Linked DNA regions of Mus musculus: all the other regions are linked to region 1. A link is a contact called in public HiChIP or PLAC-seq data. All regions are on one chromosome and are shown on one strand. The core of a region is the stretch at or near the end of the contact, and the rest is flanking DNA. Distances in the headings are between cores, read along the strand shown. Region 1 holds the start of E130006D01Rik (RIKEN cDNA E130006D01 gene). Region 2 has its middle 11 kb from the start of Gm36223. Region 3 has its middle 56 kb from the start of Gm36794. Region 4 overlaps Gm36794 (a long non-coding RNA gene). Region 5 overlaps Gm29935 (a long non-coding RNA gene).

Region 1 (5,300 bases), core at 1,199-3,698:
TGGGGTGTCCTCTGAACGGTGACACATCAGGGAAGGGCTTTCTTCTTACAGGGTGCTGTGAATGGTCACCTGGGAGAAATCTGTGCTGCTGTCCCAAGCTACCTGCCAACAACAACCTCCATGCTGTTCCCACTGCCCCCCCACCCCATAGGAACCTTGAGTGGACACTGCCTGGTGGTGGCCTGCAGATGCACATTTGTGTGCCAGATCGCCAGCAGGTGTTGGGGCCTGAATTTCCTTCCTATTCTTTATGACCTATTGATCTGCCATCCACTTCCAGGTACAGGTTCAGGAGGGCCCAGGCACTGAACCCTGTTCTCCGATCTTCTGTCCACATGACCCTGCTAAGACCTAAAATGAATGTGGTGCGACTCCAGGGCCTGTGGTCTGTGGAGGTCAGACATGCAGTGTGGCGGCTGTCTGGATCACAGCCCACACCTGGAGAAAGGACGCATCTCCTCTTCACTCATCCCTCATTCTGTTCCAATACCCCATCTAACACAGTGGATGTGTCAGGCCACTGTGCAGAGGGTTTAGAGCAGCAGCTCACATTGTGGGTACCGGGCAAACAGACACTAAACGCTGCATGGTGCACACCACTGGGCTCTTCAAGCCTATGCTTCTAATCCACAAAGCATTCGTTTGACTAGCTACTCCGTTCTATGCTGTTCCGTCTGGAGCCGTCTCCTTGCGCGACATCCAGCCGGAGCGGCCACACCAAGTTCTCTCTGCTCCTGGCCCTGTAGCCAGACTGACTCTGGGTAAGGGTTGGTCCTAAATAGCTAAGGGGAGCTGATAATAGACAGTTCAACCTTGAAACAAGGAAGTGGGGCAGCCTGCTTCCCAGTCTCCAGCCCCTTTGCGAAGGAAGTGGAGGCTTTGCTGCTGCCCCAGCCCAGGAGTCCTGTCGATTACCTCCTGGATAGAGAGAGAGACTGGATGACAAGGAGCTAAGTGTTCCCATAATTCCTAAAGAAGGCTGGACCCACCTGCTTGCTGGGAGCAGGTCAACAATTGAGCAGTGCTTCCAGGTTACCCCACACAGTGCAGGAACCTCAGCATGTCCTGGTAATGCCAGGGGCAGCAGCATGAGTAAGGGATGCTATGTGCCCTGTAGCAGATCTGCAAAGAGGCCAGGCTGGTGGGCAGTGCTGGCCTTCCTTCCAGCCCCTCTTTGACGAATGTGGTTATGGAATTTGCTTTACTAACCGGACTGTTAGTAGACATCATGCCGTCAAAGACAGAGGTCCGAAGTGTGTGTCTGTATTTCTGTGGCGCACGAGCTCTCCCTTCTTGCCTAGGCCCTGCCATGAGACCTCAGGACAGGTCTGACTCAGACCTGAAGCCTGCAGCCTGCAGCCTATAGCTGAGCCCCAGAAGGGACTGCAGAACTTAGCACAAGCCTGGGCTCCCCAGACCCCTAAACCAAAAAGAGCAGTAAGCGCTGTTGTGACCAGTGATCTGCGGAGACCACTTATCATGTAGTAGTAGCAGTATAGTAGCTAGCTGGTACAACGAATTGCTGTTCCTGGGTTCTTATGACAGACTGCCAGGCATAGTCCACGATGCTAGATAAATAAGTGTCCCTAAGACTCTGTAACTGTCGTAGTTTGTGTAAAGAGAATCACTCTACCACAAAAGGATGCATTTTTAGAGTCTAACCTTAGACCATAGCTGTCTATACTAAGATGTTGACTAACCATAACTGTGTTTAGCATTAATAGCCTCCCTGAGATCACACCCTCTCTCTCACAGCCAGAGCCAAGGCCCGTCCTTCTCGAGTGGGGTCAAGTACCCTCCCAGGACCACCCGCCCACATCCACCAACACGCCAGCCTGCCTCTCCTTGATGTTCGCCAGGAACCAGAGAGAAGTGTTGAATATGTTCTTGGCTACTTTTCCTTGCAACTCCCAGCGGCCCTGCTTACAAACTGAATCAGTTATCAGCTAGTTAGACTGCAGTCCCGGGAGGCGCCGCCCGCATACGGATGGGGCGCATGCATTATTCAGCGAGGAGCCGGGAGAAATGAGCAGCGCGTCCAGAGCCAGAACAGCAGTGGCAGTAAGGGAATAATTAGCGGGCTGTCACTCCTCCTTGTCAGGGCTTCCTCCCTCAACACATGAGGGAAAATAAAAAAATAAATCTTATTTTTTTTTTTTTTTTAAGAAGAAGAAGAAGAAGAAAAAAAAAGGCAGAGTGGATCATCTTGCTCCCGAGGCAGCTGGTAGGCTAAAATGTGACACCAAAGAAGCCAGAAGCTGGTCGCTGGTTTGGTTCACAAAGCCAAGGCCTGGAGACCCCCACCCCACCCCCACACACACCATTATCTTATCGACTCTCCTTCCTGCTTGGTGATTCCCGAGTGCAGCCCCGCCTTTCATTCAGATGTCCACGCGTTTCCATAGCACCAGAAACGAAATGTCTCCTTGAAAGGGAAGGGTGGTCCTGGGAGGGGACATTAGGACTTAGCACGAGAGCCACCGGGCTCTGGGCTGCGGAGGAGGTTGGAGGTGACCTTCCAGAAGGAACGTGGGACAAGGGTGAGGAGCTGGAGTCCAAAGCCAAGCTGGCTCCTTGGGGGGTTGTGTTGGGGGGGGGGGGGACTGCGCATAAGATTATTCATGAGTTTACGCACAGAAACGAATCATTTCGCTGAGTGGCTTCCTCTTTCTCAAGGAAGCTATTTTTATTTATCTATTAATATCTTGCTGGAATTTTTTCAGGGGGGGTGCGGTTGATACACGCTGGTTTGTCATTTAAGGTGTGAAGGTCTGGGATATGGGGGGAAGGATCGGTGACCGCCCCCTCCAGAAAAATAGCCAAGAACCAGTGAGAGGAGTGGTAGGAGGGGCCAGGATGGCTTTGTGTTTGATCTGTGCCTCTGCTCCTAGGAGACTTGAGACTTTCTTGGCTTTCTGCCCTTCTGATGCTGTGGCACTCACCTCATCGGGACAGGAGTTGCTTTGTATAAGAAGCGGCTGCAGGAACAGGCAGACACACAGCTAAGAATGACCCTGGGGATCCAGAGCAAATCAAAGACCCAGGAGACGCCAGGCTCAGCTCTAGGGTGGCTCTCATTTGGTAAACATGTCATGTCATAAGAACCCCTCTGCTCTGTTAGTAAAGCTCACCTTAGGGTGAGAGGAATTTTTTGTTTTTGTCCTACAAAGTCAGAGTTAAAGGGAATGCCTTCATGAGCCCAGACTTAGAAAGACCATTAACAGGTACACCACTGCTTTTTTTACCTGATCCTGGCAGACATGACTAATCCATGCTAGAGCACTCAATGGACATCTAAGCCTTAAGAGGATGCCAAAAGGAAAGAGGTGCTACCGGGAAAAAGCTCTACGAGACCCTGTATTCATGGGCGTGGGAGGTAGCTGATCCTCAAGGGAGCAGGAAATAACATTGTGGAATTAGACTATATACTCTGAAACAGCCAAGCAGTTCTGCAGAGGGAGACTGAACCGGAGTTAAGATAGCTGTGACCTCACACAGGACTGTCTGAGTCTGAGGCCTCAGCTCTGCCATGTAAGAAACATGTTTGGGGTAGAGATTCAATGGGAAGCAGCATGGAGAATCTAATGGGGTGCCTCATTTCCTACACGTTGCTTCCCTGGCTCAGTATACTAGCCACATTGAGATCATGTGCTCTGGAACAGATTAGCAATGTCTGCTTGGGCACTGAGAAAAGAAATACTGTTATGCTTGCTATGGTACCTTATGCCTGGCAGACACCTGCTCAAGCCAATTGTGATCCTGGGAATTGTCTCAAGCCCTTTAGTTAAATTTAGCTCTCTTCAAACTTCTGCTGCTTCCTTTTATTATTTCTTTCTTTCTTTCTTTCTTTCTTTCTTTCTTTCTTTATTTATTTATTTATTTACCATGACCCTTCCTCATTGCATTGGATCTTCAGGGGACAGGCCAGGATTCAGTCACTTTCTGTCCCCAACAGCCAACACAATGGTTGGCATATCCATAGTATTCCCCACGAACATTGGTTGAATGAAAAAAATGATTTTATCCTTAGAAAATCTGACCCCTTTCTGGGCCTGACGTCAGGTAGTCAACCCAAACTGACCCTTATTACATACATACATACATACATACATACATACATACATACATACATACATTTGTGTTTGTGTGGGTGGTGTTGGTGGATGCACACATGCCATGGGGTTTCTGGGACTGAATTCAGGAATGAAACATGAATGTTAAGACACCTCTGCTTCCCACATTATCCCTTCTGGGAGATCCTTTCTGTCTTCCCATACTTTCCTTGCATGCAGAGGCTCCGAAAATGGCCTTCAAGGGAATCCTGTGGTACACACCATCCTCCCTTTCTCCCTGTGTCTCCCAGAGCTCTGCATGGAAGGCTTTAACTAGAGGGAGGGGAGGGTGCCAAGGGGCCTTGGGACACTGCCACCGGGGAGGGGAGGAGGCTGATGGCAGAGATATGGACAGCTTGGCTAGTGGCCAGCAGAGACATTGTAAAAACCGAATATCCAGCCAGGTGAGACAAACAGAACCCAGTGATAGACCACTTCTTGAGGAATAGTGGTGGGCAGTCTCCACACATCCCAGAGATGGTTCTAGCCAAGTGCTACCTGTAGCCCTGTGACAAGAGCCTTTACCAAATTTGTATTAGATGGGATGGTTGGTCCTGGTTGTCAGCTTGATGGGATTTAGCATCACCATGGAAACAGAGCCCTGATCATTTCTGTGAAGGAACCTGGACTGGACTGAGGTGGGGAAACCTACCCTGATCATGGGTGGCACATCCTGTGGGCTGCGGGCCCAGACTTGGTAAAGATGAGAACTCAGCTGAGAACTATTTCCCTCTCCTTCTCTGCTGTGGATGCAGTGTGACCCGCTGCCTCATGCTCCTGTTGTGACCACTCCTGTCTCTCAGGCATCTGTGGATTTGCTGGTGTATGACCCACTGCAGGAGCAAATCATAGCTGACACCGGCTCACTGCAGAGAAAGGACCTCTGTGTGGTCCCATGGGGTGTCTTCAGGAGTGATAAGGATGGCCCTCAGAGTTTATGTGTCCAGCATGAAGCTGAAGTATGTGGGCAGATGGTGTCTGTATCTGTGGATCTCTGCAGGCAGCAATGGGTGTTTCATGGACATATATAATGTAAATCATACATGTTACACAGACATATAGGATGTGCAGTGGGGTGCAGACACTTTTTTTTTCTTAGAATGAGGACATTGTCTGAAACCTGACTTTGTAAAATTACATCAAAGCATTAGAGAATCAGTAACTGAAAACCATGGGGCCGTATGATGG
Region 2 (5,300 bases), core at 1,553-4,052, 240 kb after region 1:
TAAGTTGACCACAGATTACAGACACGCTGCATCCAGCTAATCTTTGCAACCCTCATGGACAGCAGGGAATGAACTGAAAGACCCATTGTGAAAGTGGGATAACTGAGCCCCCAGAGCTGGGGTCTTGCTGAAGACCACATCAAAATCGGTCTAAACCAGATCCTAGCTTCCAGTTCCCACAAGTCCTAGCTTCCAAGTAAGTGCCTTGTCTTAGCCCCAAGTGCCTTCCAGCTGGGTAAGGTTGTGAGGCAGCTTGAGACAGACAGAAGAGGAATGAAGACACAGAACTTGGTCACCCACCCCTCCCCCACTTCCAGATCACTCAGATCATACTCCTCCCAGAAAGGCTCTGAGAGGTCCTTACATGGCCCCCAGGGGCCAGGTCACGCAAGGCTTTACAAGAGGCTAAATTTAAAACTGCAACCCAGACCTCAGGACAGGGGAAAAACACTTGGAGGAGGGGGACCATGGGTGAGGCCAGAGCTTCAGGCATCTGCCCAGGCCCTCAGAGTCACCCAAGGGACACGGTTCTAATGTGCCCAGGGAGTGTTTCTGTAACAACCACAAGTCTTGGCCAGACCACCTGGCTGTCACCTGGAGCTCTCTGGTCCCTGCCTGGAGTCATTGTTGAGGAGGAAAGAGACCTCCAGAGGGCCAGGACTAATGTTCCTGCAGAGGAACAAAGCATGCTGCTGTAAAGCACTCACTCACAGATTAAGGTAGGACTCAATCCCATGAACACAGACAGGAAATGTCCAGAGCAGGCATACACATGCACCTCGTAGGTGTCTCTGGTCTTCTGAGTTATTGCACAGGAATCTTTCACATGCAGCACACATGGTACAGAAAAAGCAAGCCAGTCCATCCCAGCTACATATGTGTACATGCATGTGTGGAAGAGAACAGCACATGGCTGCTCACATAGGACAAGAGACCTCACTTGCAACACACACATATACCACATACATTCACACATGTATGCACAAATATAAACAGATACACACATGCAGACACACATACACTCACACATACTTCCACATATATAGACATGCACTTGCATACATATATACATTCACACACATATACATACATATAGTCACATACACTACACTCACACACTCACTTACACATAAATACATACACACTCATGTATACACATATGCATATATATGCTCACACACATACAAATACGCACATACACTTACACACATATATATGCCTACACAAACATATACATACATACACTCATGTACACACATACACACATATACATATACACATATACTTACATAGACACATACTAACCCATGTATACACATACACTTATGTACATACATATACATATATACATACAAACATTTATACATACCAACATATATACACACAAATATATACATATATACATTCACACACATATACTTACACACATATATATATACAAACACACACTCACACTTATAGTACACACTCATGCACACACATATGCATACATATATGTATATACTCACACAAATATATACTTAAACATACATGCACATACACTCATGCACACACATATACATATATACATACACACACATATACACAGACATACATGCACATACACTCACACATACATAGTTACACATACATACACATGCACTCATGCACACACATACACATATATACATACACACATATACACATATATACTCAAACATACACTCATGCACACACATACACATGCACTCATGCATACACATATATACATACAGAAACACATATACACATACATGCATATGAACACACACACACATACTTCTTGTACCATGCTGTCATCTAGAACCTAGAAGAGGAAAGAGTTTTGGTGTGTACTGAAGAGCCAAGATAGAATTCTGAGTGGATCAGAACAGAGACCAAAGAGAGTCATGTAGTCAGAAACAGGGTGCAGGTTTTAATGTGACCACCCCAAGTGACCTCAACAATCTTGCTTACAGAAGGTCTGCTGGAACAGGAATGGTGCCAGGGGCTCCTCAGTGAGCAGTAGTGTGGAAGGAGAGGACAACAAAGCATGGGCCGAAGACTGTCCTTGGGCCTCCATGTCCTCATCTGTAAAATGGGCATAGATGCAAGGCACAAAGGACATCAGGGCTGGGCCAGGTGCTAGACTCATTCCATACAGTGAAATCAGACCAGAGCAAATGGAACCAGCTTCTGGTGGTAGAGTCTACCACCCTGGGAAAACTGAGGCCCAGAGACAGAGGTTAGATGGATACAAGCTGATCTCACAAAGGAGGGAATGGCAGGCAAGCCTTCTGCTTATATTTGACAGCTGTGTCACCCCCACCAGGGGCCCCAACAGACACAAGAAGGGAGCAAGAGGTGAGGGCCACCAATGGGCCTGCAGCATCCACACCCTTAAGCTCCCCACAAGCTCAGGATGCTACTGAGAAATAGCCATGTCCCAGAGGGGGAAACAGAGGCACACATCTCAGTCACCTGCAGAGATCCCAGAGCCAAGTGTGTGACAAGGCTGGGCCTGCAGCCAGTGCTGACACTTCTGGGATCCCTCTGCAGCCGGCCCGGCCCTCTGTCACTAGCTTCCCTAGTGTCCAACTCCAGACAGTGGTGTTTCCTCCCTTCCTGCCCAGATGGTGACTGTCGCTTTGTCCTGAGGGTGTCCTCCTTTTGCTCTGCTTTCTCTGGCTTTCTTTCTTTCTTTCTCTCCCCCAGCCGCAATTGGAAGGACAGAGAAGCAATTCCCTGGATGGCAGGAGCAAACAAAAGGGGCGGCTGTCAGCTAGTCCCAGGGCCCTGCCACCCAGAGCTGGGGATATGGAAATGAGCTGGTGCATATGCAAATGAGACTCCTGGTGATTTGCATGGGGCTGCAGAATAAAGTGGAAGAAGGCGGTGGGAGGCTGTCAAGTTCTGCCAGCCCCTCCGTGGGGCCTCTTCTTGGTACTTGGCCTCTGCAGATAACCTCCCTAGGGACAGCCTCTCTGAATGCTGGTCCTTTACAGTACGAAGGATCTGGGCAGCTGTAGGGCTTCCTCCTTCCTATCTGGGTAAATAAATCGAATTTTCTGTTTATTGCCTCGTTGTGCCAACATGCTGCTGGTTGGGTGTTTTATGAAATGCAGAGAGAAGTCTGAGATGGTGCTTAGTGAAATGGTGGACCATGAGGGACACTCAGAGCAGGTGCTATAGACAGCAAATATACAGAGGAGCCTCCTCCTGCCCAGGCTGAGAATCCAAGGCAGCTTTGATGTGCTCTGGATGATGTGTGTGCAGAGTACTGGGGCAGGGGTGGGGGGAGTCAGGCTCCAAGGGCCCTCTCAGCAGGGCCTGGCTGGGTGGAGGATGGGTAAGGGGATGAAAGAGAAAAATAAATAAGGAAAAGAGCTTGAAGGATGGCTGGATGCATGGGTGCAGAGATGCTCGGATGATCAAACACCATGGCCAAAGCAACATGGGGAGCCAAGGTTTATTTGGCTTAGGCTTCCACATCACTGTTCATCCCCAAAAGCAATAACAGCAGGAACCTGGAGGCAGGAGCTGATGCAGAGGCCATGGAAGGGTGCTGCTTACTGACTTGCTCCTCATGGCTTGCTTATCCTACTTTCTGATAGAACCCAGGACTGCCAGGCCAGGACAATACTGCCCACAAGGCTGAACTCCCAGGGTTTGTCCCAGGCTCTTGACTTGAAAATGGGTCTGGCAATCCCAATCCCAAGGACCTCTCTGCTAGTAGCTCAGCGGAGACAAAGAGGAGCACAGGCTTCCTCAGCACCCTACACAAAGAGCATAAATGCCTAAGTGTGTAAGCTGGCCTTTTCTGTCAGTGAGCCAAGATCATCAGTGAGATGCCCGGAGGCTCACAGGAAAGCATGGATACTTTCTCCTTAGTGAGATAAAATACTTGACAAAGGCAACGTAAAAGAGAAAGGATGTATTTCAACTCACAGGTCCAGAGGGATACAGTGTATTGTCGCAAGGAAGGCCTGGTGGCTGGAACAGGAGGCTGGTTGGTCACATGACATCCACAGTCCAAATACACAGAGAGGAATATTGCTGCTCAACTCCCTCTCTCCATTCCTGTAGTCCAGGACTCCAATCAGGCAAAGGTGGCACCCACAGCGAGTAGATCTTCCCACCTCAGTTAATGTAATTGAGATAATCCCTATAGGCATACCCAGAGGCCCACCTCCCAGGTGATTCTAGATTCTGTTAAACTGGCAACTAGCACTGGCCATCACAGTGGGTGTATAACCCTGGCACAAGATGAAGTTATTATCCACACTGTGTCTACATAGAATATAACATCAGGACACAGCTGCTGCTCCAGCCATGTGCTGAACAGTTTTGTATCAACTTGACATAAAGCTAAAGTGATCTGAGAGGAGAAAGCCTGGAGTAAGAAAATGCATCCGTGAGCCAGCACTTGGGAGGCAGAGACGGTGTACCTCTGTGAGTTCAAGGCCAGCTTGGTCTACAGAGAGAGTTCCAGGAGAGCCAGGGCTACAGGGAGAAACTCTAGGGGAAGGAGAGTGTAGACACAAAACAAAACAAAACAAAACAAAACAAAACAAAACAAAACAAAACCAAACACAAAACCAAACAAACAAAAAATGCCTCCATTAAGATTAGCCTGTAGGCAAGCCTATAGGGAATTTTCTTAATTATTGATTGATGGGGGAGGGCCCAGCCCATTGTGGGTGGAGCCAACCCTGGGCTGGTGGTCCTGGGTTCTATAAGAAAGCAGGCTGAGCAAGCCATGGGGAGCAAGCCAGTAAGCAGCACCCCTCCATGGCCTCTGCATCAGCTCCTGCCTCCAGGTTCCTGCCCTGCTTGAGTTTCCACCCTGACTTCCTTCAGTGATGGACTATGATGTGGAAGTACAAGCTAAACAAACCCTTTCTCCCTAAGTTGCTTTGGTCATGGTATTCACCACGACAATAGTAACCCTAAGACACTTCTGCAGCAGCCCCTCCCCTCACACGGATACTGACAGGTACCTACTGAGACACTGTCTGTGAAGCCCAAGCTAACAGAATCTCAGGACCTGTCTTCAATACCACAGGGTAGTGAAGACACCACACACACGGCTCCCCACCCCTACCCTGCCTCCTACCTGGGAATCAGAGAGCCTGTCTGTAGACTTGTGCTGGGAAATCTCACCATCCTCAGAAAAGTATTTATGTTCAAACAGACTCCACTCTGTCACATACATCCTGTTTCCTCTCTTCAGAGACCCCACCATGCTGTCTGTTCCCAATATTAGGGGCATGAATGCCCCTCACAGCTGCTGGCATACTTTT
Region 3 (5,300 bases), core at 1,453-3,952, 240 kb before region 1:
CAGTCTGGGGCTCCCTGTCACATCCCTTGTCTGAGCTGCAGACTCCTGGTTTACAGAGCAGGGCTGACATACATTTCTCACGGGTGTCCAGGAAGATAAATAGCCTCTTTGTAGGTGTGCCCTGGACAGAGCCAGTGACAGTACCAGACATAAAGATTGGTGTGGCCATGACCGGGCATGGTGGCACACGCCTTTAATTCCAGCACTCAGGAGGCAGAGGCAGGCAGATTTCTGAGTTTGAGGCCAGCCTGGTCTACAAAGTGAGTTCCAGGACAGCCAGGGCTATAAGAGAAACCCTGTCTTGAACCCCCCCCCCCAAAAGATTGGTTTGGCCATGATGGAGGACCCCCAATTTCCTCAAGCTACAGGGAAGTTTCTCTCCATAGTCTGAGAGCAGGTGATGCAAGCTGGCAATATGTTCCCCATGTCTGAACTTGCTCTGAACTGTCTTGTGAACCTGATTGAGTCCTGGGACAGGGTGGGTTGCTTCTCTGGGACTTTTCATTCTCCATAAGGTTTGCTGGGACACTGGGGTAGTCTAGGGGCCAGCTAGTTCAGGCCAGTTCCAGCCAGGAGAGATGGAAGCCTTGTGGAAAAGGCTCATACTTCTCACAAGCAATATGCTACCTCTTCCGACTACATTTCAGTGAGCATGTGTGTCACTGAGTATGACATCATCACGTAGGGCCAACTCCTCCTGTTGCTGCTACCCTCCCTCCACTGCCTCCCCCCTCTCCATTCCAGTCCCTTCTCCCCCATGGATCCCTCCTCTGTTTCCATTCCATGTGTATCCATGCTTAAGTCTGTGAGAACAAATGTGTGATGTCTGTCTTTTTCCACCCATTGCTCCCTCCCCTGACTCTGTGTCCCTCCCTTGAGACCTCTAGCTTTCCCCATAAAGTCTTTCTTTTTTCCCGTGTAGTAGATGTGTGTGTGTGAGTACACAAGTGCACACACACACACACACACACACACACAAACACACACACACACACATATATATATATATATATATATATATATATATATATACACACACACACACAGGCACACACACATATATTTATATACACACCCACAAATGCATATATATATATATATACACACACACACACATATATACACATACACACACACTCACACACAGGCACACACACACATATATTTATACACACAGGCACACACACATATGTATACACACACATATATTTATACACACACACAGAAGCACACACACATATACAAACATATATATACACACACAATGCACACACACACACATATATATTTATATATACACACATATACACATATATATACACATAGAGGCATACATACACACATACACATATATACACACACAGGCACACACACATATATTTATATACACACACAGGCACACACACACACAGAGGCACACACATATATTTATATACACACAGAGGCACACACATATATGCATACACACACATATATGCATACACACACATATATATTTATATACACACACAGAGGCACACACACATATATACATACACACAGGCACACACACACACAGAGGCACACACACACATTAAAATTCGATGTCTCTGCAGCATTTGTCCTTCTGAGCAGGCTTATCCCACTTAACGCAATGATGTCGATTCCCCATGCATTTTCCTGCAAAGGGCACAGTTCCATTCTTTATGCCTGATTTCAGCTCTGCTGTGGGCGTGGCTAATTCTCTAAGGGAAATGAGCTGAGGAGCAGGAGCAGTTAGGCGGGGGTGGGGTGGCCGTGAGGCTGCTTTAGACACATTGACTTTAGGGTACCATGGAACCCCTAAGTGAAGAAATAAAAACCCAGGACTCAGAAAGCAGGGTCTGATGGGAAACACTGAAAACGAAGAGGCCCGGGCCCTGATGCTGCTGTTTCTCCCTAGTCCCCGAACCCTCACTGAACCCCGAGCTTATTGGTACCACACAATTAGGTGCCTAATTGCTCTCTAATTGTTATGTGCCTTAGTCTGTCTTGCTAGACAAATTTGTTAGCTCCTGGAGGGCAGAAGGCTTCTTATCATGACCCCGGGTACCAGGTGGGGGTGGGGTGAGAGTCTGAATGGCAGAGGAGACTACCTGACTGGCTCATCACTCTTGTGGTTGCCTTACCTCAGTTTTCCCCTCCATGTAATGGGAGTCCTCGGCCCTGTGACCTTTCCCCCTGCCCCCCCCCCACCCCTTTCAGGGATTTATTGGTGTTTTCTTTGAGGGCTGAGACCTCTGCATGGGCTCCCTGGACAGGTCAGAAATTAAAACAAACCAAAAGAAACCTAAAATAGTAAGAAGCCGATCATGTATGTGCAGAGGCAGTGGCAGGCGAGTCCAGAGGAACGGGTTTCGTGGTTATACAGACAAACAAATCACTTCCCCAGGAGCTTCTTAGGGGAATTACAGTTCCTGGAAATGAAACACAAACAGATTATTAAGAAAGAGCTCCCCGTTGGGAGAGAAACAGTATTTACAAGAGAAGATGTGCCTAGCTGGACCTCTAATTGCCGTTCATTATCTCATATTGATTTAATTAGCTGCAGTGCTGAGGTCTGAATCGGTTCTGCCCGCAGCAGCAGGGGCTGTGCGCCTTAAGCGCCATTGACCTAGGCCTTCACCTTAGTTCACGCCTCCTCCCCCAAACCTAGGGTCAGCTGGCAGGGTGCTCTGGTGCTGGCTGTGGGCCGGAGGCGACCAGCCATGTCCACAGCCTCCTGAGCCTCTTTGTCTGGAGCGCCTCGGCCGGGTGGTTGTGAAGAGCTAATTATCTGCAGTAATTAGCGTGTGTTCATAATGAGGAATCAGAGTGGCTCGGAGTGCGGGGAGATACCGGCCCAGGCTGACTGCAGACCCGGGTGTGCAGGCAGCCAAAGTAAAGAGAGATGCCTTCCCAGGGTGCTCCCGAGGCCCCTAAGGGTGTCTCTTCTGCAGGATCTCCACCCAGGCGGCATCTGACCGTTCGGCCACGTGTGACCTCTCATCTCTCTCCCTGACCCAGAAACTGAAGCCGAACAGCTGGTTTCAGCTGGGAAAGAGGCGATTAGCGTTCCCTCTAGTGGGCATCTGGGACCAATTGTTGTGAAGATTTGGGGTTTATAATTGCAAGAGATTAATGGGGGAGTAGGCCATCAGGCTTAAGAGGTCGCTAATTGCTCTTTTAACATAATTGTGTCCAGGCAGGAGAGAGGGAGGGAGAGGGAGAGTGGAGTGGCCCATACACTGTGTGCACACCGCGCGTGCGTGCACTGAGCCCCTGGCTTGGCATGTAGACTCACACTGTGAGGACAGTGAGGTGGCTTCTGTGGGGATTCTTGTACTGGGGATACAATAGACAATGAGGTCAACCTGAGTTGCAGGGCAAAATAGAGAATGGGGGTTCTTTCCAACTCGACATCAGGTAAAAACCCTCACAGCATATTGTGCCTTGAGGAGGGGCAGACAGGTTTTATTTTTCATGCAAATTCTTCATTTCTCAGTACCAGGAAGGCATGGAAATTTCCCATCCTGGTCATAGTAGGGGTGTGTGTGTGTGTGTGTGTGTGTGGGAATCAGCGATCAACTAGTAATGTCTGCTTTGGCCGAGGGAGAGACTTATTTGGTGTGGATGACACACATTGACCTCTTTAATAGAAGGTCTATGTCTTTATTTTCTTTAGTATGGAATTAGACTATCAGAGAGGAGACATGATTGGTCTAAGTCCCCTGGGTCTCTTAAGAATGCCACAGTGAGACCTGGGGAAGGGTTTGAGAGTCAAGAAGGGGATGGTTCCCTAGAGACCCTTTCTTCCTGGCTGACCCGTGGGAGGCTCACAGTGACTTGTGCTCAGCTGTTAAAGCAGAGGGGGAAGACGGGTCAGTGAGGAGCCACCCATTCTGCCCTCCACACTCTGGTTGGTCACCATTAATAAAGAAACCAGCTTCTTTGAGCTCTTGCTTAATCAGCTCAGAGGATATCTCTCTGGTGACCACTCACTCCATGTTTTGCACCACCTTCGCCAACCACAAAGATCGACTGACTTGTTTATCTAGGTCCTTATCCCCCAGACATGTATGTATGCAACTCAACATCAGGTAAAAATCCTTGAAGCATAGGGGAGGGGTAGATAGGTCTTATTTTTCATGAAAATTCTGCATTTCTCAGTACCAGGAAGGCAAGGAAATTTCCCATCCTGGTGATGGGGAGGGGGGATATCAGTGATCAACTAGTAATGTCTGCTTTGGCACCTTATCTTGCTTGTCCTCATTGGTCCTTCATCTATTATAATACCCATCTCACTCAACCACAGTTGCTTCTTCAGCCTGGCCATAGCCTCATCTAGTCATTTTTATGCAGTGGTGATCCTGAACCGGGGGGGGGGGGGGGGAAGGACACTCAGGCCGGCCGTGGAGGTCCCTGGTGGGGTGTCCCTCTCACCCTCCATTTGTTTCTTAGTTTTCACCCCTTTCCTCTCTGCTTCTGCAATTCTGTCCTCTTCTTTCTAAATCCCCTCTCATCCTCTCCTTTCATGGGAGGAGAATTCAACTAGCTTAATAAGGAGACACTGGATGGAGCCTGGTTCCATTCCAACTCAAAGAGGCAGCTGGGACCTAGGATTCCTCTGAGTGTCCCCACCATAGCCCACCTGCAATTCTCTACTTATTCCCTGGAAGCACGGTTTTTCCAAGCAGGGATCTGAGGCTGCAGGAACAGAAACTGGGGTCAGGCCAGTCACAGATGCTGCCTGTCTGCAGGGAACTCACAGAGAATTCTCAGGCGTTAAAGTAGAGGGAAAAGATTGGCCTGTGGAGTACCACCCACCCACCACTCTCTGGCTGTAAAGAAATCAGCCCCTTTGATTTATTTGTAAATAAATCAGCTCAAAAGTAAGGAGGATTTAAGGCTCTGATGAGATCTCCAGACAATGGCAACTATTACTGGGTTTTGTTTTATCTAAAGAGTGTGCAGCGTGCTGGTTACCTTTGTGCTGCAGTGGCCACAGTGTTTCACAGAAGGGACTTAAGGAAGGAAAGAATGGTTTTAGCTCCCTCTGAGAGATTTCTGTCAGCCATGGCAGGAAGGCACAGTGAACAGCTGGGATTAGGGTGAGGCCACAGGAGCACTGTGCATGTGTGCTTTGGAATTTAACATTCTCCCTTGGAGCTGGTTGGGGGCTCAGAGACCCATGAGCCCACAGGAAATCTCACGGAGCTGCCAGGCTTAGAGGCCCAATCATAGGTTATGTGAGTGATCGCTGTGGTCTGAGAAGAGAGTCTTAGATGGAGTTGCCTGCAAGT
Region 4 (5,300 bases), core at 1,104-3,603, 170 kb before region 1:
GTTTTTAAAACATTTTCCCAGCAAAATTGGGAGGCAGAGGCAGGAAAATCTCTGTGAGTTCAAGGCCAGCCTGGTCTACATAGTGAGCACCAGTCTAGCTGGGAGCACACACACACACACACACACACACACACACACACACTTATACACACACATACACTCATATACACACATCACACACAAATACTCACAGCACACATATTCACACAAACTCTCATACACACATACTCACACACTCACACATATATTCACACACTCACAAATTCACACACACACTCATACACATGTGCTCACAACACACACAGTCACTCACACAAACATACTCGCACATACATACTCACATACTCATTCACACACATCTATTCACACACACACACTCATACGTGTACACATACTCACACATGTACGCACACTTGCTTTTTCCCTTTTTCTCTCTGTCTGTCTCTGTCTCTCTGTCTTTGTCTCTCTTTCTGTCTGTCTCTGTCTGTCTGTCTGTCTGTCTCTCTCTCTCTCTTTCTCTCTCTCTCTCTCTCTCTCTCTCTCACACACACACACACACTCACACACACACACACACACTGCCTCAGAGCACTTCTTCTTGGAGAACATCTATCCCTCCTCCCCAAGGCCTCCCTCACTATTCCGTTTTTGCAAGAGGCCTATGGAGAGCCACACATCAGAGAAGTTACAGGCAATGAGCAGAAGGTGAGAGGCTGTGTGAGGGAGGGTGGGCATCTCCTGGGTGGCTCACTGTGGGTGGCTTATGGAACCTGCAGTTCACTTACCTTTTATCTCACTCTGTGAGAGAGAAGTCTCTGAAGATTCCAGACACCACTGTGACTGAGGGAAGGGCCTCAGCTGGGACCTTGGTGCCTGAATCCCAGTCCATCGGCTCCTCACCCCTCCCCTGTTGGCTTAACTCACTGCCACAGGTGGCCTTGGGGAGACTCCAGGATCGCACAAATGAGTGTTCAAAGCCCATCACTGTGCCTCACAAACCATGACTTGACCCAAGGAGCTCATTTTCCTTACCCAGAGAGTGTCACATCCGTGTCTTTGTGGTATCCTGGTGCCCCTTCTCTGCCAACTCAGATGAAGAACTTCACTAAAACCATTCCAGTTTCCCCCAAGAGAACAGAGAGGACCAGAGAGGCCAATGATCTCACCTGGGGTCCCAGATGTGCTTGGTGGGAGAATGGGGGTAGGAACCAGCCAGTGCAGGAACAAGGTAAGACTTGGGACAAAATACGAGGGACACTAAAGACCTCAGCAGTCTCCACACACTGTTTTAGTGAGTGTGTTATTGACACTCCTCTTGCACTCGGGCTTTGAGATGGCTATTCACAGTGCTGCACTTAAGACACTTAGATTTTGTTTGTCACAGATGCCCTTGAGAGCTTGTATCTGAAGATGAATTTAACTAGTTCATCCTAATTTTGAACCTCCATATCTGCTCTGACCCTGTCCCAACTCAGTCAGTCAGTCAGTCAGCACATGCTTAAGAGTACTTGCATCGGTGAGCAAGGTCATTACAAGATAAGAAGTCCAGCTGGGTCAACACACAGAGATAAGTGGAGATCACATTTACTGTGGCAGAGAGACAGCGATGAAGTCATTGTTAGACCCGGCAGTGGGCAAACTTCCCCAGGGAGGCTGTGTGTGATGGGGAGAACTGTAAATGTTTAGGGCAAAAAGGAAAGACACCAGGAGAACCTGAGGCACAGTGGGGAAGGACTTGGCCTCTGACCCCACAACAGCAGCAAGCCCTAGAAGATCACAAACATGGGCAGCCTTGAACTTTCTTCTCAATGCCTGCTCAATGGTAGTTTGGCCTTGTGCACAGAACCAGGATTCTGGGGCCTTGGATCCTGCTGTGTCCTGTGTCCCCGTGCTTGCCCTGTCTTTAGATTTTAACGTAGGGCGGTGCTTGCCTTCCCTGTCCTGGGCCCCCCAGAGCAGGCCCTGCTTACCCTCATTTCCAGATGGAAATCTGGGGGAGCAGAATGGGGACCCCACTACAACAGAGCTGCACAAGCTTGGGGTGAGGCAGTGGGCCTGCCTGGAAACCTTTGTCCCCTCATTAGCGGTGGCTTTTCTTCTGAGCGCGCTCCTGGGAGGAAAGGGCAGGGAGGCTGTGGGGACGCAGTGAAGGTCTTAAAGGAAATTATGGTCTGCATAAAAATACCTCAGTGGAGGGCCTTAAACCATTCCCCTGGGCATCGAACGGTGACGGAGAGTCTATCGCTGTTCGCTTATGTGACCGCAGCCACCCAAGGTCAGAGAGAACAGAAGAAAAGCATTTAAGCATGCAAGGGGCCCAAGGAGGGAGTGTCTCCACACTGCCCTCTCCCCAGCTGCTCCGAAGCAGGGCAGAGAGCAGGACAAGACTGGGGCTGTGGGAAGGGAGGGTGAGGAGGAGCCTGCACCGGGACAGGAGGAAGCTTCAAACCTGGCTGTATTCTCACCCAAGTGTTCCCTTGGGGGGGGGGGAGAAAATATGACACCTGATTGGGATGAAATCAGAACGTGGTGTGCTGGCTCCCGCCTGTAACTCCAGCGCTTGGGAAGCTATGGGATGGTCACCCGGGGATGGAGGAAACAGTCTGGATGGTTGCAAAGGCCCGGGGCTTCATAGGCTTTTCTACGAGGTGGCTTTGTAGATGGTAGATCCTTCTCTCCCAGATTCACCTACATGAAGAAATTACAGCTCATGGTCTCTGCCGGGTGGAAAATTACCATTGGGCTTAATCCTGGGACTCAGTGAATCTGACTACCTCTACACTGTAACTGGGCACTGCACCCAATGCCTAGAGAGGGTCCTCGTCAGCCCCAAAGACTAAGGAGTGTGAGATCACACAAGAAAAGACCTTGTACTGGCTAGCTTTGTGTGTCAACTTGATACAAGGTGGAGTTATCACAGAGAAAGGAGCCTCTCTTGAGGAAATGGCTCCAGGAGATCCAGCTGTAAGGCATTTTCTCAATTAGTGATCAAGGGTGAGAGGGCCCAGTGTGGATGAGGCCAGCCCTGGGCTGGTAGTCCTGGGTTCTATAAGAAAGCAAGCTGAGCAAGCTGTTAGGAGCAAGCTAGTAAGCAGCACCCCTCCAAGGCCTCTGCATCAGCCCCTGTCTCCAGGTTCCTGCCATGTGTGAGTTCCTGTCCTAAGTTCCTTTGGACAGCAATGTAGAAATTTAAGCTGAATCAACCCTTTCCTCCCCAACTTGCTTCTTGGTCATAATGTTTTGTGCAGGAATAGAAACCCTGACTAAGACAGACAACTCTGAATCAGGCCCAGCAACGGGCTCTTGGTAGCTCAGAAAATTGGGCTCATGGGCCCCATGGTAACATGAAGTGTAACCATGAGGGTCAAATGGGGTCAGGCTCCAAGGTACTTAGTACTCAGTAGCAGTAGAGGTACGTAGTACACAGTACCAGCAGAGGTGCTATTGGAAGAGCTACTCCATGAAACAGACAGGGAAGCCTGTCTGCATAGAGTATGTCTATACTTGTGTATGGCTGTGGCTTCCTCTGAGAGTCTCAGAAAAAAATAGGCAAGCTCCTGGGAGTAGACAAACACACCCTTATGGCTGAGGAATGGCTTTTGGGACCATGGCCACTTGAGAAATGAGGTCTTTGTCTTTCCCACTGGTGGAGGAGTCCCTGCTGGTAGCAGAAGACAAATGGGTGCTCTTGTTGCAATAGCCTGGATCCTGGGCATCGACAAGAAGGGGCTAGATTTCTCTGACTTCTAACCTCTGTGGCCAGAGAACTGAATGGAGCACCTTGTGGGAGCACCACCCATCTCAGGGACCTTTGACTCTCAATTATTTTTGTATTTCTAAGATAAGACCTCTTGCCCCAGGGTGGTTGCTCACAATAATGTAGTCCACAGAGTTTGTAATTCTCTAGCCACAGCCTTCCCAGGAGTGCTGGGATTACCAGGCCGGCCTTGAACTCACTTTGTAGGCTAGGCTGACTTTGAACTCACTCCAGACCCCAGATTGAGCTAGAATTTTCTACCTTTCTGTTTTAGCCTCCTAAATAGCTAGCATGATGGGTATCACTGTGCCCAGCTTGTTTTTGTTTGCTTCAGATATCCCTTCCCCATGTTCAACCTTGCCTGGCTTAGCCTCTTGTCTAAGGGTTTGTGGTCCTTGTTTTTCTGTAACTTTGGGTCTCCCAGCATGGCTTGAGTGTGTTCCGGGGGCGTCCTGTGCTTTAGGGCCCACAGCCTGAGGATTTGCCTACATCAGCATCTGCAGGCATCCACCCTGAGCTCTTCTGATCTGAGATCTGAGACAGCCGAGGGGCTGCCCATGCCGGGCGTGATGGAGTGTGTGCTGAGAGGGGCTGTAGATAAGCGGTGATTCCTGAGGACGCTCCATCATCGCTCCTGAGAACATGTTAGCGGTGATTGTTTGAATGTCTCTGCTAATAGGATATTATTCATAACACTCGGGCTGGCTCAACTAGAAGATGATAAGAAATTAAATCCTTAATGGCTTTCCAAGGGAGAAGACTTTCCCTGGGGGAATTGGGGACCCTGGGAAGTGGTTGCCTACGACCGGCCCATATTCATAGGGACGTGATCGAAATCAGCTTTATATGACCCTCCCAGGAAAACATGGGGACAAAGTCAGAGGACAGAAGGAGATGGCTGTGATGGGGGGGGGGGGGCACTTGCTGCCTTCTGAGTGTAGACACACTGCGTTCTCACCTGTCTCTGTTACCACAGAAGTTGCAAGCCCGGGACACAAGAGGCCTGGAGAAGCCAATAAACTGGCTGCTAATGTCAGGGCTTGGGTCCTGAAGCAATCTCTCCAGGAGTGGACCTCACAGAAAAGGTCTGCGAGAATCAGACTCTGAAGCTCTGGAAGTTGGGCATCCCCACTGTCCCAGGGGGTAACAGGCACACTGAGTGGGTACAGGAGACACATAAAATTCTGAAGGTCCCTCCACCTAGACCCCTGTGATTTGCACACAGGCTTCCTGGTTACCATTCAGAGCTTGGGAACCTTCTTAGCAATCCCTTTCTGATGGAAATCTCTAAAAAAAGGGACTGAGCATGGACCACAGAACAACACACGTGCTTAGTTTCACACACGTTCCTACATGCACACAAACATGTGCACACAGACATAGAAAGCATATACACATGTGCATACACAAATGCATGTGCATGCACACACACATCTGAGCGCTTGTGTGTGTGCACATGAGCTTGTGCGCATGTGTGCATACACACACACACACACACACGCACACACACACACACACACCAAATGGCAAGTGTCAGTTGCCA
Region 5 (5,300 bases), core at 1,957-4,456, 140 kb before region 1:
CACTAGGTCTTCCTGAAGACACTGGCACAGCCCCAACCTGTAGGGCTTCCGTTTCAGGACCTTGGACAGAGACCTCTCCCCCTTACCATTGCTAGTGGCCCTGGGCAGAAGTCAGACCTGGGAGGCATCATCTTTCCCTGAGTTTCTCCGTGGACAGCTACTCTGCTACAGAAGGTCTGGATGGGAGCTGCTATAAGGAACTATAGTCTCTAGGAACTTTAAAATAATCCCAAAGGTTGAAGCAATGCCCGGGTTTTTAGCCACTGCTTTGCAGCAAAGGCCTCGGGGGTTGGGTGTATTAAAACCATGCCTTGAGCACTCTCACATCCAGTTGTTGCTTTATCAACATGACAGGAGTTCTGCCTTTTCTCAACTCCAAAGAGTTGCTTATCTAATAGAGAACATGAAACCCAGAGTGGGCAGCAGGTTACCCCAGGCCACACAGCCGATAGAATGTTACCTTGGAGAGCGAGAGAGCCTGAGCTGTTACAAGGCTTAGCATTTCACCCTTTCCTTAGCCCTGCCCCAGGGCTGCCTGTCACCAGGCCATCTGACACTCTGAGCCCCATGGGAAATCTGTAGACTCAACTCACTTCCCGCATGAATAAACTCCAGCCACAGAGAAACCCAGACACATTGAATTCCCCTCCCTCATTTGTTCTCCGGCCCATTTCACATCCCAGTGCTCCTGGTAAACCAACCTGCTGTCCTCACCCCAGAGCAGGGAGAACAGAAAGACCAGCCCCCGTGGGGACACCAACCACAAGATCCGGCTCCTGTTCAAAAATGGCTGCGCTGTGAAGCTGATCACAGCCTCTGAGAAAACCAGAGCTGAGTTCTGTGGAGCTGGTGGCTGGCGAGGCCCCTCTGCAGGATGGATGTAGGACAGGGGTTAGGGAGGGGATTTTCTTCTGCCAGCCCCAGGCTTCTCTTGAGATCTTTAGGATGTGCAAGACACAGGATGCAGGACAAGGATATCATTTCTTGCACTTCTTGGGAAGTTCTGTTGCAGCATCTGCAAGACGTCAAAGACCAGCTGAAGTAGGGAGAGGAGGGGATAAATAGGGAGGGCCAAGGAAAGGAGGAAGAGGAGGAAGAGGAGGATGGAGATGAGAAGGAAGGGAGGAGAGGGAGTGGGGAAGAGCAGAAGGTGGTAGTGATGGTGTAACTCAGTCCTGATTTCTTCTCAACTGACAAGGCTGGTGACAGAGTTAGATTTAGAGGGTGAAGCTGTGAACCATCTGTGTTCACACTGCATGATACTGGTGCACACTGGCTAGGGACTCACTTCCCCTCACTAGCATCCACATCCATCCTGGGGAAGGAGATGGTTGAGAATCCATCCATCCTGTGTCCTCTAGAGCCCTGGGGGGCACAGAGGCTTTCTGAAGTTTCCCTGGTCCAGGTGTTCCTAGGGAGACTAATGGACTGTGAAAGAAGGCTGTCCCCATACCATCTGCCCCATCTTTTTTGAGCAGTGTCTCAAGATACCCTGCCTCAGTTTCCTGCCTGCTCAGTGGGAATGGGTGGGATGTAGTGGCTACAGAGGCTCTCAAAGATCTGGCATTGTAGAGCACCCATGTTCACCCATGAGAGCACCCGGTGCTGAAGGAGTCTCAAGGGCATTTGTAGCTTCCAACTTATGGGCACATGGGGATTCTGTCAGCGCCAGAGAGCTCTCTGGGGGAAATATAGCTACCAACAGACATAGACTCTGGGGGAAAGGTCTCTGGAGACAGAAGCTAAAGTCCCCAGGCTCCTGAGGTCCCCAAGCTGAAGAAGGGAGAGGCAATGTGCCTTCAGTTCTCTAGAGCTTGTGCAGTAATCAGCTTGGGAAATAGTGGGTCAAAGGGAGGGATTGAGGTAGTCTCAACCCTCTGACTCCCCAGTGGCTCAGATTTTGTGGCACTCAGCTGGCTGGTGGGCTCACCTTGAACTATATACCCAGGAAGTGGGAAAAATGTCACAGCCTCTGTGTTTAGCTGCTTCCCATATGCGTAGGGGCCTGGCCTCTAGGACCCTGCAGAATGGTGAGCCTTACATTTTCTCCTGTAGCCGACAGTGAATCCTGCAGGAAGAGACACATCATGCAAATGGTAACTGTGGGGTCAGGTGTCCAGCATTGGTGATGTCAGAGGTAGGAAGCTGTGGGCTCCAGCAGCCAAGATGGCCTTCTGTGACATATGCAAATCCTGAGCTGATCTGGGAAGTCCTGACCTTGGACAGGACTTTGTTTCCTGGAGGAAGCCACCTCCATCCTTCCAGCTCTGAGGCCTCTCCTAGACTCTTCCTTCCATGGGGTGGGGAAACAGGTACATCAGAGTAGAAGGATGTATGAGGACCCACAAAGAAGGGAGGAAGCCTCCTGCACCTCCCCACAGCATCCAGGACTGTCAGAGAAGCACACACACACACACACACACACACACACACACACACACACACACACACAAATGCCAGGCAAGGCTGAGGGGCTTTGTCTTGTTCTGTGTCAAGGATTCTGACATACGTGATTGGAACCGTGAGGACTGAAGTTCTGCTCTGTCTGAGTGCTTGAACTGCATGGCCCTGCTGAGTGACCTTGGGCCAGGGAGAGTTATCCTCTCCGAGCTTCAGTTTCCTCAGGAATGATTTGGGAAACGAAGCTTCTCTTTGGCGATGCCAGGCTCTGCAGATCCACTGGTGCTCACTGCCAACTGTCTTCCTTACTGGACTCTAAAAAGAAAACGTTTAGTGACAATGGAATAGTTAATGCATGCCACATCCCTCTGTATGCTAAAGGTCGTTCTGAAGGAACATACTAGATTGCTCTATAGCCATTCACACTCTTCACAAACGTGGAGCAGGGTCTCCAAAAGGCTTTGTGTCTCGGTCAAGTTCATCGGCACCTGAGCTAGGTTTGAGACAGGGGGACACAGACTGGTGTGTGCATGCCTAGCCTGTGGCTCCCTTGATCTCCAGTGTCTGGTTGGACCCCCTTTTGTTCCTCATCTTCAGTCAGGTTTGCTTTGATGCAAGGGGTCACTGTCCCCTCCCGTTGGTGCGCAACACTCCCTCCCTAGGCAGCAATCCTGCTGAGCCTTCCACGGGGCTCAGTCCAAGGTCTGAACAGATTATTGACAAATTAAAAATATAAGCTATTGAGCAGACACTGGGATGGAGTCCCAGGGCTGTGGCCCTGCATCTCAATGAGGCCGCTGAGCGTGGGGATCGATGCTGCGGGTGGAGGGAGAGGCAGACAAATTGCCCCATACATAATGCAGAGCCTGACGCTAGTTAATAACTGCCGGGAGTTGGGGGGAAGGCCTTGTCTGAGTCAGTGATCAGCACCCAACGCTTCCCTCATTCTACGTGCTCCATCTGCCCTCCGCAGCCCACGGATGCGGGAACCACTAAGCCCACTTTACAGGCACAAGGTAACCATTAAGATCAGAGACTCTGTCAGGGCAGAGATTTAGCCTAGGTTCTCCACACTCCAGAGCCTGTTCAGATGAGCTCCGTCTCTCCTGCCTGTGTGACTTTGGTGCAGTTACCGTACTGTCTGTACCTTTACTTTTTCACGGAGTGCGTGTAGAGAGGGTCTTTGTAGGGCTGCTGTGTTTGCAGGTCCTGCACACACCCCTCCCCCATTTGCCCCTTCACTTCTGTGATGGTGGCGGCAGCGGCTGGCTCTTCACTTCTTTGTCTCTGGCTTTCAGACTGGGAGTTTCTGCTGATGGGCACCAGTGATGAACATGTGTGGGGCTGGAGAGTAAAATGAGGACCCCTTCTACCAGCTGCCTGCTTCCAGCTTAGTGTGGTCAGCCCTGACTGGGTCTGTCCATCACCTCCACAGGGCAGCTCTCTCCTGCGGTGGTGGCCTTACCAGGGCCAGAATCCAACATCAGTCCCTTTCATGGGCTTTAGCTCCAGATGGAAGTCCCCAACCTGCAACACCTCCTGCCCCTTTCCTGAGCTTGTCTGGGGTTTTTGTTTTGTTTTGTTTTTGTTTTTTCTTTTTGTTTTGTTTGTTTTGTTTTGTTCGTAACTGCATCATTCTCAAATGCTCCTTAGCCCATCAGTGCCTCACGCTCACAGAAAGGACTGTACCTGGATACCCAGCCAGCCAGCTTGTTCCCCTCCTCCAACCCCCAGCAGGAAGGGTCACCTTCCTGTTCACACATCACTCCCTGGAAGTCCTGAGCAGCGCCCCCACAGGATCCAGAATGCTGGTTCATGTGGTGCTTGGCTCTGTAGAACTGTGGCTTCTTCCCAGGCTGAGTTGGGATGGCAAGGCACTGTCCTCCACATGCACATGGTCTTTATCACTGGATAGGAACAGGAGACAATCTTAGAGATGCCTTTCAGACAATCAAATGGGCCTTCGATAGATCTCTGGGGGCCCACAAGGCATAATGAGCATCTGGAAATATCCTTGGGTGGGTGAAAAGCTAAACAAACAGGTGTGGTGTATTCAGTATGGACAGAAGAAATGTCCCCCCACCCATTTCTTCCTTGACACCAGTGGCTTCCAAGATGGGGTACATTGTGCCCCCTAAGGGCACAGTTGGGGAGCATTTGTGGGTGTGTTTGTCTCCCATGGGGAAGTTACTGTCATTTAGTGGTTTGCAACTAGATTTCCCTGTCATCCTACACAGGACCATGCCCAGGACAGAGAAAGCAAAGCTCCTACTATGTGCTGCTGAGTATGAAACCCAGGCCCTTCTGCTTGCAAGGTGAGCACTCCGAGCTCCAAGATTATTCTGCACAGTATGGTGGCAGTTGCCACACTGGCTCAAAGCTGGAAAACTTCATCTGAGCAGCACACGCCTTTTGGGGTCTCTCATTCAACAGGTGGCCTCTAATTGAGGGAAACTTTATAGACGTTTGTGGGATTTTATTGGAAGGGTTCTCTTTAATGGAAGTATTAAATGTGGACTAGGCTTGTGGCCCAGTGGTAGAGTCCTTGCTCAGCTAGCACAAAGTCCTAGGTTTCATTCCAAGGATTGAAAAAATCAGGACGAGTTTGACTAGTCAGTTACTAGCCATTTAATAGCGATTGAACAAACAAGATTTCTGAAAAGGAAGAATGTCTTTGAATAGTTTTTCACCAAGCATGGTGTCTTATGTTTGAAATCTCCAGATCTCAGGTGGCTATGGTAAAAAGAACATGTCAAGTACATAGCAAGGTTCGGGCCACCCTGGGCTATATAGGAAAGCCTTATCTCTTCAAACAGCAGCAGAAACATACCCCAATCTAAAGAAATAGAAAGACCCGTGTTAAAAAAAAAAAAAAAAAAACAAAAAAACAAAAAAAAAAC

Evidence for each region. HiChIP or PLAC-seq counts read pairs in DNA pulled down with a chosen protein or histone mark.
Region 2: a contact with region 1 is called in an H3K4me3 HiChIP or PLAC-seq map of embryonic basal ganglia, with 2.9 times the contacts expected there. The contact joins the enhancer-like site here to the promoter of E130006D01Rik in region 1. A contact is called at or near these places in 4 of 115 datasets of contacts at active chromatin or transcription factors (differentiating embryonic stem cells, embryonic basal ganglia, embryonic hindbrain and 1 more).
Region 3: an H3K4me3 HiChIP or PLAC-seq map of embryonic basal ganglia shows a contact between it and region 1, with 2.6 times the contacts expected there. The contact joins the enhancer-like site here to the promoter of E130006D01Rik in region 1. A contact is called at or near these places in 1 of 484 Hi-C or Micro-C datasets (the HPC-7 cell line) and 6 of 115 datasets of contacts at active chromatin or transcription factors (embryonic basal ganglia, embryonic forebrain, embryonic hindbrain and 3 more).
Region 4: a contact with region 1 is called in an H3K4me3 HiChIP or PLAC-seq map of embryonic basal ganglia, with 4 times the contacts expected there. The contact joins the enhancer-like site here to the promoter of E130006D01Rik in region 1. A contact is called at or near these places in 7 of 115 datasets of contacts at active chromatin or transcription factors (astrocytes, embryonic basal ganglia, embryonic forebrain and 4 more).
Region 5: a contact with region 1 is called in an H3K27ac HiChIP or PLAC-seq map of VIP interneurons, with 2.4 times the contacts expected there. The contact joins the enhancer-like site here to the promoter of E130006D01Rik in region 1. A contact is called at or near these places in 4 of 484 Hi-C or Micro-C datasets (adipose-derived mesenchymal stem cells, cortical neurons, epidermal suprabasal cells and 1 more) and 10 of 115 datasets of contacts at active chromatin or transcription factors (the NIH/3T3 cell line, T-cell acute lymphoblastic leukemia, VIP interneurons and 7 more).

What each region holds. Positions count from the first base shown.
Region 1 is chr5:111,758,876-111,764,175 of GRCm38.p6, reverse strand. E130006D01Rik (RIKEN cDNA E130006D01 gene) reads left to right here and starts at 2,448. Exons shown (of 4, transcript NR_045834.1): 1 at 2,448-2,540.
Region 2 is chr5:111,517,198-111,522,497 of GRCm38.p6, reverse strand. No RefSeq gene overlaps it. Among named protein-coding and RNA genes, the nearest start is that of Gm36223, 11 kb to the right of the region's middle. Within about 2 kb of position 2,802, at least 50 of the 459 cell types and tissues checked have an H3K27ac peak or open chromatin away from gene starts, as enhancers often do. A contact at or near this core is called in embryonic basal ganglia, where this site is marked.
Region 3 is chr5:111,999,758-112,005,057 of GRCm38.p6, reverse strand. No RefSeq gene overlaps it. Among named protein-coding and RNA genes, the nearest start is that of Gm36794, 56 kb to the right of the region's middle. Within about 2 kb of position 2,702, at least 46 of the 459 cell types and tissues checked have an H3K27ac peak or open chromatin away from gene starts, as enhancers often do. A contact at or near this core is called in embryonic basal ganglia and embryonic forebrain, where this site is marked.
Region 4 is chr5:111,926,389-111,931,688 of GRCm38.p6, reverse strand. All of the region lies in intron 3 of Gm36794 (a long non-coding RNA gene), which reads left to right. Among named protein-coding and RNA genes, the nearest start is that of Gm42156, 15 kb to the left of the region's middle. Within about 2 kb of position 2,353, at least 11 of the 459 cell types and tissues checked have an H3K27ac peak or open chromatin away from gene starts, as enhancers often do.
Region 5 is chr5:111,896,662-111,901,961 of GRCm38.p6, reverse strand. It overlaps Gm29935 (a long non-coding RNA gene), which reads right to left. Exons shown (of 3, transcript XR_389544.3): 3 at 3,985-4,307. Gm36794 (a long non-coding RNA gene) reads left to right here. Exons shown (of 5, transcript XR_880587.2): 4 at 4,638-4,715. Among named protein-coding and RNA genes, the nearest start is that of Gm29935, 6.1 kb to the right of the region's middle. Within about 2 kb of position 3,206, at least 7 of the 459 cell types and tissues checked have an H3K27ac peak or open chromatin away from gene starts, as enhancers often do. A contact at or near this core is called in VIP interneurons, where this site is marked.